2 separate regions of the Cricetulus griseus genome follow, and region 1 is linked to region 2. The links are chromatin contacts, called in public Hi-C maps. All regions are on one chromosome and are shown on one strand. Each heading gives the region's core, a stretch centred on a gene start, on an enhancer-like site or on the middle of the called end of the contact. The rest is flanking DNA. Distances are from core to core; before and after follow the strand shown.

Region 1 (5,061 bases), core at 2,213-4,712, 110 kb before region 2:
AATTTTCCCTACAGTCTTCTATGAAATAAAATGAAATAAGATATGCACAAATGCAAACTTCTAAGAGCAGTTTGAAAACTAAAGAAAGGGAAGCTAGGCTGATTAAAATAAAAATTACCTCCTAATGGTGATGGTGGTCTCACACCTTTAATCCTAGCACTCGGGAGGCAGAGGCAGGAGGATCTCTGTGTGTTCATGGCCAGCCTAGTCTACAGAGTGAGTTCCACATCGGCTCCAAAGCTGCACAGGGAAACCCTGTCTCTAAAAACAAAACAAAAAATGCCTAAGGGATTAGTAAAGCATACCTCTGGTCAGGAGAGAGGGTCTGCAAAGGCATTTCCAGAAACAGATCACAGAGTTCTAGCCTAATGGGCACACTAACCCCTTGATAGATTTGTAGCACAGCATAACTAGGTTTATCACTAGGGGAACACCCTGGGGGATTTATCTTGCCCTACAATCTTCCTTATATTCCCCTTTTTTCTATTCCCTGGCCACCATGATATGAAATGCTCTTTCAATAAGCCCTCACACTAAAACAGAATGACATCTTGGAAACTATGAGCCAAAAGAAATCTTTCCTGCCTTCTCTGAACAGATATTTGAGGCAACTAATCTGCCACTCTTCCTCTCTTTTGCAAACTACCTCTTCTCTCTTGTGATGCTCCCCACAGGCAACCTGACATGCCCATGGTTTCAAATACTATCACCTCTCCAAATGGCTTAAGTCCACTCAACTTCAGTTCCCTAAAGAGAATGAAGGCAACTCCAACAAAACACTTCTAAACCTAGATACACTTTCTCCCACATCCGAAACCTAGCTCTTTCCCAGTGAGCCTCATCTCTGAGTATAACAGTGCCTGCACTGCTTGCTCTCCAGTTGCCTGAGTCTGAAACAGTGCATTCTCCTCTCAGCTCAAGTATTACTACCATGCCATGACATCTAACACCTCCACTTTCTGGAAACTTCTGTTCATATTAACCTCTTTAAAGGCTCAACTAATCTAACAGAGACAGTTTTAAATGTTTGATTAAAATATTTATACAGTTAAAAGTTTGTATTTCCCCATTCGTGCCTGGTTTTTCTTGCTTTCTAAAAACTGAAATTTGGCTGGTTGGTTGGTTTTTATTTTTTTTTTTTGAAACAGGGTCTTACCATGTGGAACTCGATGTCCTGGAATTATGTAAATCAGGCTAGCCTTGAACTCAGAAATTCACCAGCCTCTGCCTCCCCCCTCCCAAGTGCTGGGATAAAAGGTATGAGCCACCACCCCTAGCTAAGAGCTGAAATATGAAATTACTCAATAGAATATAAACTACAATACTTGTGAAAATTATGATGCTTTTCCAAATTAGAAAAACCTGTCACTTTGAGCCTAGTTTAGGGATAGGAGAACTGTCTAAATCACACCTTTAAATCCAAAGCTCATCTATAAGATTCTTGCTTCTGCCCGGCATTGGTGGTGCATGCCTTTAATCCCAGCACTTGGGAGGCAGAGGCAGGCCGATCTCACAGTTTGAGGCCAGCCTGGTCTCCAGAGCGAGTGCCAGGATAGGCTCCAAAGCTACACAGAGAAACCCTGTTTCGGAAAAAAAAAAATTGTAGTTGCTCAAAAGTTTTTAAACTATTGTTCTATTCACATTCAGAACACAAGACTGAATCTAGGAAAATCTCACACTATCAGTTTTTAAAAGGCAGCTCCCTAGATTTCCATCTAAATCAAAATCCTTATTATAATCTCTACTCACTCAATACCACACCTTTACTGCAAGTAAACACAGCTTACACTCACCCATTTATCTACAAGATCAATGGCTTGGAGTCTAATCCCTGCCTAAGGACACAGGGTCACATCAATTCTGTCCTTGATGCATTTCCCGAAGCTAACAAGGTATCTGGCATAACAGAAATGAGAAGGCTCTAGGTGAATAATTAACTGAATCAGGAATAAGCTAGAGATGTTCCCCCAATGTCCTTCACTTTGCCCTTCTTTGCCTTCTTCAAGGAGGACATCTTGGACTCACCGAATCCTTGTGCTTTAAGTCACTCAGCCCAAATGTCCCACAAATCCAGTAACTGGGCTCCAAAGACACCTGGCGACTGCTACGGACAGCAACACTGCAATCAACGTACTTTATGACAGATGAATCAGAGAACAACTTAAGGAAAAAAAAAAATACAATCGGTCTTCATCCCTACATGTGAGGACTGCACAGAAAACACAAACTCTGACCAACTGACTCCCCCATCCCAACACTTCCTTTCAACTCAGCTGCACCATCGGAACCAACGTGGAAATACAAAACTGGCTACCACAAAAGGTTAAAACGATACCGAACTCTGCAGAGCCCTGAAGAAACCCCAGACCAAAGCCACAGTGCAAACTGTTCATTCCTGCAGCAAACAGAGAGCTGCGTGCTACTAATGCCATCAGATGTAAGTGCTGTGGATTCAGACGCACCCCCCTGGGGCTCCAGTTTCTCCTACTAGATCACATCTGGGGTAAGTTAATGTGTCCAGGGTGCGGGTTCTCTCACTGTAAAACGGGAAGTGTGCACCCGTCCTGGTGGACTAACAACATAAACATTTAAGCTGCGCATAAAATACTCCGTGTGTGGCGTCTAATAAAGGCTCAATAAATATCAGCTCTGTCATTCTGGTCAGTAATCACTACTTCCACAAAGCCGGCCCCCTCTCCAGGTTTCTATATAATCCCCAACTATTGTCCTGCGGGTTCTATCTCGGAGGGGCTCTTGATCACAGTGTACCTGTTCTAGAACCAGAATGGGCACTGCAGCTGGATCTTCATCTGTGAGATCCCTTCACCCGATCACAAACACCTTGACCCCCGGGGGGCTGCTGGTGTGTGCGTCGCGTGACTGACTCGTGTTGCGACTAAAAACGCACTTGAAGAGGGAAAACCAGAGAAGTCCCCACGCCAGTCCCACCGCCCCGCACACGCAGTTTCTGCTCTCCCGCCCCCCCCCCCGCCCCCGGCCCGGGCTTCGGGGAACCGCTGGGCGCGGGTTCCTCCCACGGTCTCCGCGCGGTCCTGTGGAGCGGGACGACCCCACCCCCACGCCCGTGCCCGTGCCCGCAGCGGAGGCCGCGGTGCATCCTTCCTCCCGCTCCCCCCGGCTCCACGCCGGCGGTTTCCCCGACCCCGCGCGGACGCCCCACTCCTCATCCTCCACCAACCCCTTTCCCGGACCCCTGCGCGGCCCAGGCATCCGCTCGGGCACCGGCCGGCCGCATGCATGCCGAGGGGAGGCCTGGCCGCCCTCCCGCGACCCTCAGTCTCCTCACAACGGGCGCTGCGCGCACTCACCGTGGACTCCGACCCACGCAGGCCTGGCTGCTCCCGGGAGCGGTTCCCGCCTAGCGCCACCTCCTCAGGACCTTGCCGGAGCTGCCGAGGCCGCCCCGCGAGAAGGGGACGACCGCCCGCTCAGCCTCCCCGGCCGCCGCCGCCGCCGCCGAATTCGTCCCAGCCCGCGGCCGCAACCGCAGCGACGTCCCCCGGCGCCGGCTGAGCAGCGTCTGTTGAGCCGCAGTCCTGGACGCGCAGCCCTGGCCGGCGCTCGTTGCTTATGCAAAGAGACTGCCGCCCATTGGCCCGCGGGCGGTGGCGCGTGAGGGGATGAGCCAATCAAATGCGGGCCTGGGGAGCGCGGGGCTGGCGGGCGGGGCGGGGCGAGGTTACTATAGGTCATTCTGCAGAGCCGCCGCCGCCGCCGCCGCCGCCGGCTGGACCGAGCTGGGGCCCGCGGAGGGCGGGGATGGAACCCTCCGGGAGGGGAGCGGCGGGCCCGACCTGAGCTAAGGCTGCTGCAGAGGGGAGAAGGGCCTGGAGCGGGGGAGATGGAGGGATAGACGACAGGCGGCGACGAGGGTGCCCCGCAGAGACTGCAAAACCCGCTTTCACTGCCGTGATGCATAAATCTCAGTGTAGAGCGAGAAATAGCATGCTTGTTCTTTTTTTCATTCTTCTCTGGAATGGATTCGTGATCCTAGTTTGAGCACGAATTTCTAGCCAATCTTGCAAGGGGAAAAAAAATAATAATAACGTTTGGAAATGCCTGTGGAGGGAAAAGGCTCAAAAGCTCAAAGCACGCCCAGTGTTTCTCTTGCATGGACTTCATTTAACGCTGTGTGTAACCCGTTTACCTCCCAAATCTTCACATACCCCAATTTCATGTTCGTTTTCAAAGGGTGAAAGTTTACTCCAAATTACTGTTTATGACCAGGAAATGTGTGTGTTTAGTTTGCCATTGTATATCGTTTTGGACACCGCACCAGAGAAAGGCATTTATTGTAAGGCTGCCTGCCCCCCATTCAGACAAAACATACACAGAGCAAAATTCAGATGACTAAAACAACCACTCCAGTGTAATATTAAAAGACTGTTCATGGCAGGATTTCCCCCCCTTAACCCAACATATTATTAAGTTGGTCTGTGAACTCTTCTTTAAGTAGGTGAAAGGTTGAGTTGCTGAGATAGCCTCAAGCAAAGGCAGAGGCTCACTTACCAAGACAATCTTAAAAAAAAAAAAAAAAAAAATTTCAGGAAGCTGTCAGAACTTGAAGGAGGTGGAGCCAGAGCTCACTCACCTTGGGCCCCTGGCCAGTCTAACTGCCTAAGAGAACAGATAGTGCTTGACTCAAGCAACCAGTCCCAACTAGGGAAGCAATGTATCTGTAGCTCTTGATCTGTCCAAGGAAACCCTGCCAACAAATGGAATGCCGAATTTCTACTCTGTAGAGGGATGTCTACCTTAGAAGTGATAATCCCAGAACCCAAGAAACCTCTAGAAAAACTAAACAACCTCGAGACAGGAAAACAATTACTGAACCTTCCTCCCCCATTAATAAACATAAAAGTGTAGAATTCCAGAGATGTCTTTTCTTCATTATGTCTTTATATGTTAGATAGTATTTTACGGACATGTATTTACATTTTACAGAAAATACTCTTGAAATTCAAAGGCTAAATTCAAACATGTTCACCATTGAACACTAAGGCTAGACAGAAATTATTGTATTTCTGTTCGCTAGGCTTC
Region 2 (4,911 bases), core at 1,572-4,071:
CAGGCCTCCTTGAAACCGAGAAATTATGATCCTGGGCTTTGGAGAAACTTCTCTAAAAGATGGATTTGTGGGTCTGTAATTCATGGGTCTTAAAGGCTCTGCTTTGGCAAAATAATGGATTCCAAAGCTTTGGGGTAATGGATTGCCCATTCGGAACAACTGGAAGGATCATGTTCTTCTCCTATGTGAAATACTTTCCAACTCTTGCTGTTGTGTGGCATGATTTTTTTGTGTGCAGTATGCATGGGTGTACAGATACATGCATGGGGACACATGTGTACATGTGTAGCATGTGCCTAGAGGCCAGAGGACAATCTCCACTGTCCTTCCATGGGTGCTGCCCACCATGTTTTCTGAATTGAGATCTATCAGTTGGTTGCCTGGCTGCTCCAGGGGTCCACTTGTCTTTCTCTCCTCAGGGCTGGGATTCCAAGCACACACCACCATGCCTGACTTTTTATGTGCATTCTGGATGCTGAGAGCTCAAGGTCTCATGCTTGCAATCTATACCCAGATTGACAGGTAAACTTGTAGTTGCATAGAAATAGCTCTGGTTTCTAGTGAGCGTGTCTCAGTGAGAGAGGCCAGAGTGAGGGTGCAGGATGTAGCGGGGACTGATAGCAAGGCATTGCTTTCTAAGCCTGTCCAGCCAGCGAGCTGCTCCCAGCTTACTGTCATAGGCTTGTGACCTCTGACCAGGGCATCTTCTCTCCTAAGAATGACACAAAGGCTAAATTCAGTCCCTTCTTGTTAAGTTTCATTAAATTTCAGTGGGTTCTTCAAGGCACTCAAATGCACCCTTTTCTAATGAATTAATCATAAGACCTCCTCTTATAAGATACCCATAACCCACTTGTCCTTCTCCAAGATGCTGAAAGTTCCAACCCCACCCTCTAATCTCCAGGAAGTTAATATTTAAGACTAGCATTCTTATTAGATGGCTAATAAAAGAAAAGAAGTCTCCATTGCTTTTTAGGGTTAAAAATCAAAACTTGAAGCCTGTAAATACAGGAATATAGGAAAGAACTGTGATTGGATGGACTTACTAGTAGCAACCGTGCAGGAGACAAAGAAGCAAACATCCCGCACTGGAGGCGTTTTGGAAAGGACATTGTTTTTAGTGCCATTCTTCTTACCTAATACCAAGTGACTAAATAGCAGAAACCTGACTTGCTTATAACAATGCATAGGATTGTTGGTTATTGTTGTGGGCCAATTAGATAACAGGAAATTTTCCTATTTCATGTGGATCTTGGCTTATAACTGGCTTCATTACTATGGAATAGCTTCAGTAAAGTCTTCACATTATAGCAAAGTTATTTGTTACACCCACTGGGCAAGTACTTATTTTATACCCTCCGATTGCCCCCAGTTGTGCCAGGTACCAGGGAGATATCAGCAAATGGAGAAGACTGGACTCTGGTCAGCTTAGCTGGGCAGTACTCAGAAGAGAGGGCACTTTCTTTCAGAGCTTGTCTTAAGTGAAAAGGCCACCAGGGGAAGAAAATGACAAGTTCTTCTATTGTGTAACATATCTCCAGCAACCCTCTGACATGTTCTAAAACAGGGAGGATGGCATCTTCCAAATACGCTTGCTTTTTCCATTGCAAATACATGAAGAGAAATGACACAGGCTCTCGTCCATACGGGACTCCAAGTGTCCGCCTCATCCTGCTTCAAAAATGGCATAATTCTGCACTGATAAAAACAAAACATACTAACAAAAAACCCAAACAAAACAAAACCAAAATCAACAACAAAACACCCACCCAAACCAAAAGCACTGATCTGACAAAAGCACTGATTAAAACTGGTGTTAGTCAGCAACAAATGTGTTCAAGTTGAGTGAGTCCTGCCTCTCTGCTCTCTTATATGACAAGTTACACGGTCTCTAAGTGTTCAGCTGTGTCCGATCATCTGCTGCCACACTCGGAGAAGACCCCACCCCAAGCCACAGTGGTGCTCAGGGTCTGGAGGCTCTCTGAAGTTGGTATTTTGCTTTTGCTCTGAGCACATGATAATCAATCCTAACACTTTTAGGAACCGGAAGAGTGATCCAGTCTGCCTAAATTCAGAAGGTTTTAAGATGACATCATCTGTAACCCTATCTACTGTGATCATCTACTGTATTTTTGTTTACCAGTGTTAAGGAGCCAACTTAGGGCCTTGCCCATTGAAGGTGAGCATTTACCACTAGGCTAAACCCGGGGCTTCCATTTGCTGTATTTTTCTTTATCACAGTATAAAATAACAGCAGCTGTCTCCATTACTAATACCTTTCAGCTGCAATTCGACCCTACAGTCCAACAAAGAAACCCACAGTGAACTTATTTAAAATATTTATTTTTTTTCAACAGCGCTCTCTTGTCTTCCTTTATGCCTTGCGGGGGAGAGTCATTTAAAAACCAGAGTTTGGTGTTCTGGAATACCGTACTTCCCTTTGTGCTCATCAAATAGTTTCCTTAGCTCCTCCATGTAGGTCTGATGCAGCTGTTCAGTCTGCTCTGGGGTCGGGTTTGGAGTCCGCTGGACAGGGATGGGGCGGCCAACTGTGAAAAACAGAACACGCATCACCCTCGAGGAACAACCACCGCTGGGCCACAGCCCATGTCTCCAGTGGGCGTCTGAGGGCTGGGCTGCCAATCCACATCCCTCCAGCCCGCTGGCTCCAGTCCTCTCCTCAGCTCACTGGCTGCCTGCCTCAGTCACACCATCGCACTTGACAGCAAATAGAGTTTCCCTTCTCAGCAGACACTGGGCTGTCATTCTCCTGTGGTTTGACTTCTGAGTCAAATGCGCTGCTGTACCCGCGGGCTGCAGCTGTGAGCAGAGGAGGCTTTGCCACGTCACCCTCCTTCTCTCCTAGGCACAGCTGACAGCCAGACCACAGTGTTCTTATTATGACTGACTGAAGTGCTCAGGTCACGCGGCATCCCTCTATTCTGACTCATTTCTTCTTCTTTCTTTTCTTTTCTTTTCTTTTTTAACCTTTCGAAACAATCGAAAGTGTCACATATCTGTAGGAATATGTGACACTTTCCTATGCGAAGCATCTGTAAGACAGAAAGTCATATAATCACAAAAACTGAAAGCAACCACAGCTCAAGAGGAAAGCAGTTACATAAGTTGAGTGACATTATTCACTGGAACCCTAGGCAGCTATCTTTTAAAAAGAAATAAATAACTCGGGACGCATAATGTCTAAAATGTCAAAGAAAAGTTGCAAAATTAAGTGTGGCACTATCTGCCAGAAAAAATATATTTCTAGGTGCGAGTACTTTTAGTGCATAGAAGGAAAATCTGGAAAGATCAGCATTTCCCTCTGGGAAGGGAGAAAGAGATAGGGAAAGGTTCGTCTTATCTGTATCCTGAGTGTTCCACAAAGAAAAGAGCATTTACTTCATCTGTGTAATTATAAAAATGCCGACTAGTTGTAAATAAACCTGGAGGTTTCTGCACATATTTAAAAGGTGTTTATATAATAAGCAGCCTTAAAGAGTGTTCAGAAATGCAAGTCTTTGGCGCCTGTATACACTGCGCCATCTGCTGGCTCGATACTGCTACTGCTCCAAGGCCCGGATAAGCAGGGTGATCGACTTCAATCCTTGTTGGAAACTGCTTCTTCTAAAGTCATTATCTTGGGCGTGAGGCCTGTGCATGTGACTGTAAGGGGAAAATGGGAGTTTACATCGGGAGGGACCTCCTTTGTCTTTCTCCAAGCTACGTACAAGGGTAAAATCGTGCCAGTAACAGAAGGTGGTTATTTAAGAAAAAAACTGAACAAACGCGAAGGAAGAGAGCAGGCAGCAAGCCCTAAAGAGCATGCATATGGGAGTTTGAGGGGCGCAGAGAAAGGAGTGACACACCCACACCGGAAACTGCTGAGTGTTTCAACAGACGGAGCCTCCAAACGCTCGTGGACAGGTTTCTTTGGTCTTTTGGAAGTCAAATTTCTGCGCGGTAGACCTCAGTCCCTTGATACACAGCAGAGAGAACCGGAGGAAATAAACCACATGAGCTGGTGCATGCCCGTAGTTCTAGCACTCAGGAGACAGAGGCAAGGGGGATCCGGAGTTCTAGTGCAGCCTTGGGATACCCTGGATCTATCTTACTTTTCTCTCTGGCCTAAATTTTCCTGTGCATGGGATGATAGAGTACACCTCGAGGTTCTCAAAGCTTCTTGGCAGTTCTGAACTTTGAGGGAAGAAAACTGAGAAACCTGTATCCAGATTGACCGGTAAACTCTAGTTTCATGGGACTAGCTCTAGTTTCTAGTGAGAGTGTCTCAGTGAGAGAGGCCAGAGTGAGGGTGCAGGATGCAGCGGGGACTGATAGCGAGCCGTTGCTGTCTAAGCCTGTCCAGCCAGCGAGCTGCTCCCAGCTTAGTGTCACACACTTGTGACCTCTGAATCAGGGCTCTTCTTTCCTAAGACACCATGGCTAAGTGCAGTCCTATTCCCTTTTTGTTAAGTTTCATTAAATTTCAGTGGGTTCTTCAAGGCACTCAGATACACCCTTTACTAATGAATTAATCATAAGACCACCTCTTGTAAGATGCCCATAGCCCACTTGTCTTTCTCTGAGATGCTAAAAGTTCCAAACCTGCTCCCCAACTCCCAGGAAGTTAATATTTAAGCCTACTGTTGTGGAATATTAGTTTAAGATGTGTTATATTGGATATGCTATGGACCATTTGTTTAGTGATGCAAAGATGTGTTGAATTTTTTTCATGTTGCATTTGTTTAATTCTGTGAAATTGTGTTACTTTGCCTGTCTATAAAAACTGATTAGGAAGAGTTTGAGGCCAGCCTGGTCTACAAATTGAGTTCTAGGACAGCCATGGCTGTCTTGAAAAACCACCACCAACAACGAAAACCTGATTGGTCCAATAAGGAGCTGAACAACCAATAG

The links. Hi-C and Micro-C count contacts between places; a contact is called where the count stands out from the background.
Region 1: a Hi-C map of fibroblasts shows a contact between it and region 2, with 5 times the contacts expected there. The contact joins the promoter of Acsl3 here to the enhancer-like site in region 2. A contact is called at or near these places in 4 of 8 Hi-C or Micro-C datasets (the CHO-K1 cell line, fibroblasts and liver).

What each region holds. Positions count from the first base shown.
Region 1 is chr2:431,584,037-431,589,097 of CriGri-PICRH-1.0, reverse strand. It overlaps Acsl3 (long-chain-fatty-acid--CoA ligase 3), which reads right to left and starts at 3,462. Exons shown (of 15, transcript XM_027397341.2): 1 at 3,330-3,462.
Region 2 is chr2:431,473,156-431,478,066 of CriGri-PICRH-1.0, reverse strand. It overlaps Mogat1 (2-acylglycerol O-acyltransferase 1), which reads right to left. Exons shown (of 6, transcript XM_027397337.2): 6 at 2,323-2,549. The coding sequence ends at 2,395. Among named protein-coding and RNA genes, the nearest start is that of Mogat1, 34 kb to the right of the region's middle. Within about 2 kb of position 2,821, at least 5 of the 6 cell types and tissues checked have open chromatin away from gene starts, as enhancers often do. A contact at or near this core is called in the CHO-K1 cell line and fibroblasts, where this site is marked.